Regions from separate parts of the Rattus norvegicus genome. Here region 2 is linked to region 1. Evidence: chromatin contacts called from public Hi-C data. All regions are on one chromosome and are shown on one strand. Each heading gives the region's core, a stretch centred on a gene start, on an enhancer-like site or on the middle of the called end of the contact. The rest is flanking DNA. Distances are from core to core; before and after follow the strand shown. Region 1 has its middle 380 kb from the start of Gja1. Region 2 has its middle 440 kb from the start of Hsf2.

Region 1 (3,688 bases), core at 527-3,026:
GGAGGCAGACCTCCCTGGAGCTGTAGTTACAGGCAGTCATGAGGACTCCACTCAGATAATCTGGAAGAGCATCAGGTACTCTTCACTGCTGAGCTCTCTCTCTAGCTCCCACTTAGACCTCAGTGAATAATGTTGTCTTCTAAGTACATACACGTTATTTAAATTCTGTTCATACAAAATTAATTTATCTTGCACTGCTTATAATAGAGTCCCAGATACTGAGTAATATATAGAGAAAAAAAATTGTTATTAGCTCGCAGTTGTGGAGAACAAAAAGCCCAGACAGTTGGGCAATGCCTTCTGGGTGTGTCCCGTTGTGGCATGAAGTGAGGGAGCTAACCACATGAAAAGGGTTAAACAAGAAAGAGACAGAGGAATGGCTCACCTCGCTATTGTATGTCCTTTCTCACGAGAGTTACTTCAGTCCTTTAAGGAATAATCCATTCAGAGAGCAATATTAATTTCCATAAGGCAGTCATGACCCAGAAAATATTACATTTAATGTTATTTGTAAAATTCCTGAATTATTCTGCCGTGCCCATACTATATGCAAAGTATCACTGCTGTTATCAATTATTTACGACACTGTGGTGCTGAGGTATAATTTAGCAGTTCTTGGTATGACTCAGGTATGTCACTTTCTAAAAAATAATTCCAATTATGCATCTATAGAGGGCTCAATATACAAAACACTTTTGAGGTCTACGGCGATGGAAAGGTCAATAAAATGTTTGTCTCACAACATGAGGACCTATAGTCTATCCTGAGAGCCCGTATTGGGGAGGCGGGAAAGGGAGAGCTCTTCCTACTCTCTTCGGTGAGTCTCAGTGATGGTGGTGGACCTGGAGATAACACTCACTATTATCCTCGGATCTCCATGTGAACCAGCACACAAAAACAAACAAAAAACAACGGCGATGAAATCTTCAGTAAAAAATAAAAGTAAGAAAAAGCTATGATCACACCTTAAATCATTGATTTACCAAGAGAAGAGAGATCAGAACTTAAAACTACATTAAGCTTTGTTTTCTGATACTTTACATGCCTATCAGCGACAGTGGAGGCGTGTAAGACTTCATTCTGCCAGAGCTACTTTTCTAGGAGAAACTGAGTCAGGGGAGTAATGTTTAAGGTCACTCTGTGAGTCAACTCCTTTGCTGGGAATGAAAACCCCGGGTGGTGACTCACTTCATTCTAGGTGGTGAGCTCAGGCCGCAGCCCACAGCAGGCATGCCCTGTCAGCCTGAGGCCAGCGGCTCATTTACAGAAATCATAACTGTCTTCAATTGCAGCAGACGGAATGTTATCGACATTGACATTTGCCCTCAAAGAATGCTGACACGGAAGGGGGAATTTTAACCTCTTTACTTACATCGTTAAGACTTTAAAAATTCGACAACCGTCTAAAATATTCATATACATCCCTTATTGCCAAATTTAACATTCTCAGCTTCAGACCACTAACGACCCAAAGGACCTCTGTAACTTCCTACTCTGCAGTAAGCACTCTGACTCTTCGATTGTAACTGAGAAAAGATGTTCAAGTGCTGAACGGGTTGGCGGGGTTTTTTTGTTTTGTTTTTTGTTTTTCCCCGTTTATATGAGTCGCTTTTCTATTGGTGTGATAAAATACCATGGACAAAGGCAGCAAAAGAAAAGTACGTTTGGGCTGACTCAGCAGAAGCATCCTTAATAGCGAGAGAGGCTTGGCAGAGAGTGGCTGGAGCCGGAAGCTGAGAATCACACTTTTACCTGCGAGTACCAAACAGAGAGGGGGGAATCGGAAGTGGGGGTGAGGCTTTGAACTCTCAAAGTGAGTCCTTAGAGAGTTACCTCCTCCAACAAGGTTACATCGCCTCTCCAAACAGCGCCACCTACTGGACACCAAATAGTCGAGCTTACGGGGGTCATTTCTCATTCAAACCACCTCATTGTATCGATCAGGGACAAGGGCACACACATTTGGTTTGCTAGCTGCTTAAATAAGTAGTGAGTGTGTCAGACACTATTCAAAGTGGTCACATAATCCACCAGGGTTCTCATTCCTCAGTTCCTGGGTCCCTGAGTAGATTAAGCCACGTTGCCCGGGAGATGAGCATGGAATAAGAAACCTCATTTCGAAGACATATAAATTGTTTGGTATATACATTGAAAGTGAGCTGTTGCTAGTATGTAGCTTGTTACAGGTCAGAATGACATGTTCATAAACACGTGGATGTGTACATACCTTTTAAAGTTGGACTCTTAGGCTAGCCATAGTAGAACAAAAGTGAGCTAAAAATATTGATTGATTATATTAATAATGTCGCAATATGTTATACATAAATGTACTGTGTATGTACATATTTTGAGACAAGGTAGTCCAGGCTAGCCTTGAAGTTGGGATGATTCTTAGCCCCCACTTCTTAAGTGCTAGAATTGTAGGTTTGCAATCACACGCTTGGCTGACTCAAGCATGTTCTCAGACTTCACTGTAGATGTGCAGAATCTAGTTGAGCCGTGATTACACATAAGCAACTTAAAGTACAATATAAAAGTCACCAGTAACTTCCAGTGGAGACTTGATACAGAATTACCATTCTTCTATGGTTAACAATCTGTATATCTGTCTTTTAATGACACTTTATAATTCAGTATTCAAAACTGATTTAGAAAAAAGGTATCATGTTTCCCCTCAGAAATATGGTTGTGCGATTTAAACAAAAGGGATTTCTGTGTCCAAAGGCAATAAGTTATACTGGAAAGAAAGAGAACACTCCACTTAGGGTTTCATGCAAATACCATTTCCGTGACTAAGGAGCACTGTTTAAAGAACTGCGATGTGGAAAGCCACATACATGAACAGGAGAGAGGCCATGTGCTCTGACTCACACACTGTGCCTGGTTTTTAACCACTCCCTTACTCTTCTCATCCCTCTGATTCCTGCATGCAAGGGCAGAGTACTCCCTTGTTTGTCTGCTCTCTTCATTTTGCTAGAAAAGCTACTTCGTGAACTGTCATTGTTTTACCTCAGTCTTTCTGTACATGTGATGAAAGTTTTAAAAACAAAAGTTATCAGATATGGGGTTGGTCCTACGATGAAGACTCAAATTGGCAGTGCAAAGGGATGTCAGTAAGCCTCGTCCCCAGAGGTTACACCACCTGGGCAGCGTGTGATAGTGTGGGACTGCGGTCCATGAGTTCTAGTCCTATCAACATCATTAATGTTATCCTTAGACAAAATATTATGCTGAAATCACTTGCTTTTTTTAATGACTCAAAACGAGTATAATTTCAAATGTATTTGAAAAACAAGTGTATTTGCCATTAGCATTTCTTTAGAATATTTAAAAATATTCGCCCATTTTCAAAATGGCAGTTTTGAAATTTATTTACTTGGAAGAATTTCTTATAACAGATGACTTCTTTTTAGCATCGTCATGCATTTTACCCAATCGGAGTCTTGAGTTTTAGTAGTGTATGGCTATGCCATCTTAGAGAAATATTTGTTAGAAGAAAGTTTAAAGATGGGGGGCATATTCTAACTTATTCCTTATATTTGCTGGAATTTTCAAAAATGAGTTGAGAGGCCTGCTCGCTAAGAGTACTTGCTGCTCTGCAGAAGACGATGGCTCAGTTCCCAGTATTCACATAGTACTCACAACTGTCTGTGGCTATAGCACTGGACATACATGAGGTACATGTACA
Region 2 (3,766 bases), core at 1,236-3,735, 240 kb after region 1:
CTGTAATATTGAAAAGTAAAATGGACTCACAATTCTGTGCCTGGGCTCACTTAAAATTTTGGTTACAAGAAAAATCTCCAATGATGCATAGTTTGCTCTTTGCATCCAATGACTATAAACTTTCCATCCTTTGGGAATGGTCATAAACCACAGTACTTCTGCTTTATTTCAAAGCTTTCCAGCAATAGTTGTGACATGTCGAAGTTATACTAGAAATACTCAGATGGCACAAAATGCTTTTATTTTGTGAGCATCCCTTAAACGTGAGTCATTTGATGAATTTCTTGTTCTAAGTAAAATCACTGCACTATTATTAGCTAATAAAATGTAAAGCCAAAGATGAATAATGAGAGCACATGCTCTAAATTAGAAGGAAGAGCAAAGATGGCTTGCAATGTGGAAAATTATATGAACACATGACTGTTATATAGACTCCACTTTTTGTGTTGCATTGTGTTGTGGGGTCATGAGTAGAAAGGCAGTGTGAGAATCTATGTTTTTATAGCGAGATATGATAACTGGCCCAGAAGTAGTACAACAGAGCATGCATTTTGCTTACATTGTTGAGTTGATTGACAACTCTCAATGTGATTCATATGGTTGAGCAGAACATATTTCAGATTTATCCTATTCTGTTAGGTTTCTGTATGATATGCTTGGTGCTTCCTGCTTAAGGTGGCCTTTGGGGTATAAGACTGGAAGGTATATAGCACTTTCTTATACTGACAGCTATGAGGGCTTAGGGAAATAGCAATCGTATTGCTGTGTTGAGAAAAACATGTAATACGTGCACCCAAAAACCCATGAATATTAGTAAGGAAACAATATATTTTTAATAAAAAGGGTCTGAATCCATAAAAGATTCCGTTCTCCTGGAAATCATTCATATGTATTTCATATATTAATTCATATGTATTTGAAAGGTATTTTCAAAATAATGTATGCTCACATGTCATGACTGATCTTTCCTTATCTCTTGGCTTCTTCTTATGAGCATATATATTTACAGGAAAAGGTGCTACTCAAGAATTGTTTATTTTGCATGGACAAAGTACAGTGACTACAGATACTACCCACATGAAGCATCACTGAAATCCTTAACCAAAAAGAAGTCCTATAATTCCTATATCAGAAGAAGGAGGGAGGGAGGGAAAGACAGAGACAGAGAAAGGCAGAGATCTGTTAAACCTTATCAATAGACTGCTATTGTGCTCAATCAGGAACCCCTGCAAGATCCCTCTTTTGAATGGCAAAATGTATTCTTTTGTTTTCCACCTAAGGAATGACTGTGTAAGACACAATTCTCAACACTTTAGAGTATGAATCTAAAAGTACAGGAAAAAGTAAGCAGTGTATGTTCCTGTGTTATGATTAATCTTTCATTATCTCTTGGTTTCTTCTTATGAGCATAGGTGTTTATAAAAAATATGATTTTTTTAGTCTAATGAATTGAGATCAACTTGTAAACATCAGTATCTTAATTTCAAAGTATATTTGAAGTTGAGTTTTAATATTAGCTAGTGAGGAGTTGGGGATTCAGCTCAGTGGTAGAGCGCTTGCCTAGCAAGCGCAAGGCCCTGGGTTCGGTCCTCAGCTCCGGAAAAAAAATATTAGCTAGTGAATCATTTGCCTTATGAGGATACCCATAAGGGCACTGTGCACTTACATGTGTGCGTGTGTTTGAGCCTGCAAATAGATGCCTGTGTTTCTGTATTTTCATACCTATAATGAATTCTAGCAGCACTGTATGTCACTTCTACAATCCAATCGTAAGATAGCTCATCTTTTTACTATAAGTCTTTAAAATAATAGCATTTTTTTTCTGTCTCACTGGTTAATGTAGATTTCACCCTGGCATGGTTTCCTGGAGATAGTAACTCTTTGTCAATTTATTAATGTTGCCGATTTACTGAACTTAAAAGCCTAGAGCAGACCACAAGGATGTAGTTAGGAAAGTGTGTGGATGGCACTGTTGCCTTCGCTCCTGCTAGAACAAGGGGGAAAGGTCTAATTGTTGCTATTTGGGATAGAATGTGGTCTGGCTTGCTTCACTAGAAGCCATGCTGGGAGCTAGAGCTGTTCACACATATACAGACTGAAATGAAGCTCCAACTTTCTTGCAGAGTGAGATGAATCAGCAAAGATCAGGGAAGGGAGGGTGTGGAGTCCTGGAGGGCCAGTGGGAAGAGGACAGGTATGCTGCCCGGAGGGACTGGGGAGTATCACAAAGTTCTCACCAGCAAGCTGAAGCAGAGCCGAATTCACTGAATTCTTAGGTCCCTGGGTGTTGGCAGCCCTTGTGAGCTTCAGCCTTTGCCTACGTGTAGACCACGAGAAAGGCAATTACTGGCAGAACTAGTTAGATGTCTTTTAAAGTGATGGGATTCAAGAACTGACTGGTTCATTTTATGGTACTTGCTCACTCACAAGTCAAGGTCTCTTGACTCATTCTGTATCTTTTCGAAATCCAGGGGCCTTTGCTAAGTAGCATTTGAATATGATTCACTCCTGACAGTTTCAGACATTCTGGAAAACACTTCAAACTTAACATTCCAGTCTAATACCATGCATTATGGAGGTATGAGCTAACCATCTTTCTTTTATACCCACATATGTACATGTGGATTAAACCATGATGGTATTGGACTGATTTTAAAGTATGTCTTCAGGAGGCTAATAGTCTCTCTCTCTCTCTCTCTCTCTCTCTCTCTCTCTCTCTCTCTCTCTCTCTCTGTGTGTCTGTGTGTGTGTGTGTGTGCATTTGCACACATGTATGTTCATATATTTTAAATTTAAATATTTCAATTAGCCACTGTAAAATGGATGATATTTTTGAAACTTCCTGAAAGAAAACCTGGGCTAATGAGAGGAAAAGACACATTTCCTAGTTTATGTACGATTGAGCACAATAGCTTTCTGGTTGACAGAAGTGGGTGATGCTAAGCACAGGTAGTTGGCATGATTGGAGCTGGTACAGGGCAGTTAGAGTGAGGACAACTGATCTTCACTTAGGAAGGCTAAGCCATGACAGTCTCTATTTTAGCTCATCATAGCCATCAATAGTGTTGTTACATAACACGTTACTTCTCTTTCCTTATGCTCAAGTTACTTAAATGACGCTTTGACTACAAGATAGTTGTAACCACATTCGTTTTAACCACCCACCACAGAGCCCTCTTCACACTTAGGATCATACACAGTACTCCTAAGTTTTCTACTCAAGGAGTTCACGAAGAAGTACTGAATGTGACGGAAATCAAGACAGAGATATGAGTATAGGGCAACACAGTACATTTAGCCTCATGTGAAATCCATGCTTAACCTGAAAATAGACAAAGAAATATTCATTAATTTTGTTAAAATTCTGTAAATCTTGTTAATTGATTTTGTATCACACTGAATATACACATAGATGATAGATGAAGGAAATAAAAGCCAATATACAAAGAAAACAGACAAAACCGTTCAACACAGAAATGAGAATTATATTTTAATAACTTTTTGAGACAGTGTCTCACAGTTTAACCCTGGCTGTACTAGAATTCATTATGTAGACGAAGATGGCCTTGAAATAATATAGGTAAATTGGTCTTTGCTTCTCAAGTACTGCAATTAAAGATGTGAAATATCATGCCCAGCAGAAAAAATTATTTAAAATCAATGTATAAGCCATATCTGAAAGTTACTTAACACGTATGCATAGAAAAATATAAAATGCTTCAAGGAGAAGCCCAGAGTTCACAACAGATAAGAGCATTGGCATCTT

What was found. A called contact is a pair of places that touch in the nucleus more often than the background predicts.
Region 2: a contact with region 1 is called in a Hi-C map of the Rat2 cell line, with 13 times the contacts expected there. The contact joins two enhancer-like sites. A contact is called at or near these places in 4 of 12 Hi-C or Micro-C datasets (the A7r5 cell line, the Rat2 cell line, Schwann cells and 1 more).

The regions. Positions count from the first base shown.
Region 1 is chr20:36,685,480-36,689,167 of GRCr8, forward strand. No RefSeq gene overlaps it. Among named protein-coding and RNA genes, the nearest start is that of Gja1, 380 kb to the left of the region's middle. Within about 2 kb of position 1,777, at least 9 of the 93 cell types and tissues checked have an H3K27ac peak or open chromatin away from gene starts, as enhancers often do.
Region 2 is chr20:36,919,861-36,923,626 of GRCr8, forward strand. No RefSeq gene overlaps it. Among named protein-coding and RNA genes, the nearest start is that of Hsf2, 440 kb to the right of the region's middle. Within about 2 kb of position 2,486, at least 8 of the 93 cell types and tissues checked have an H3K27ac peak or open chromatin away from gene starts, as enhancers often do.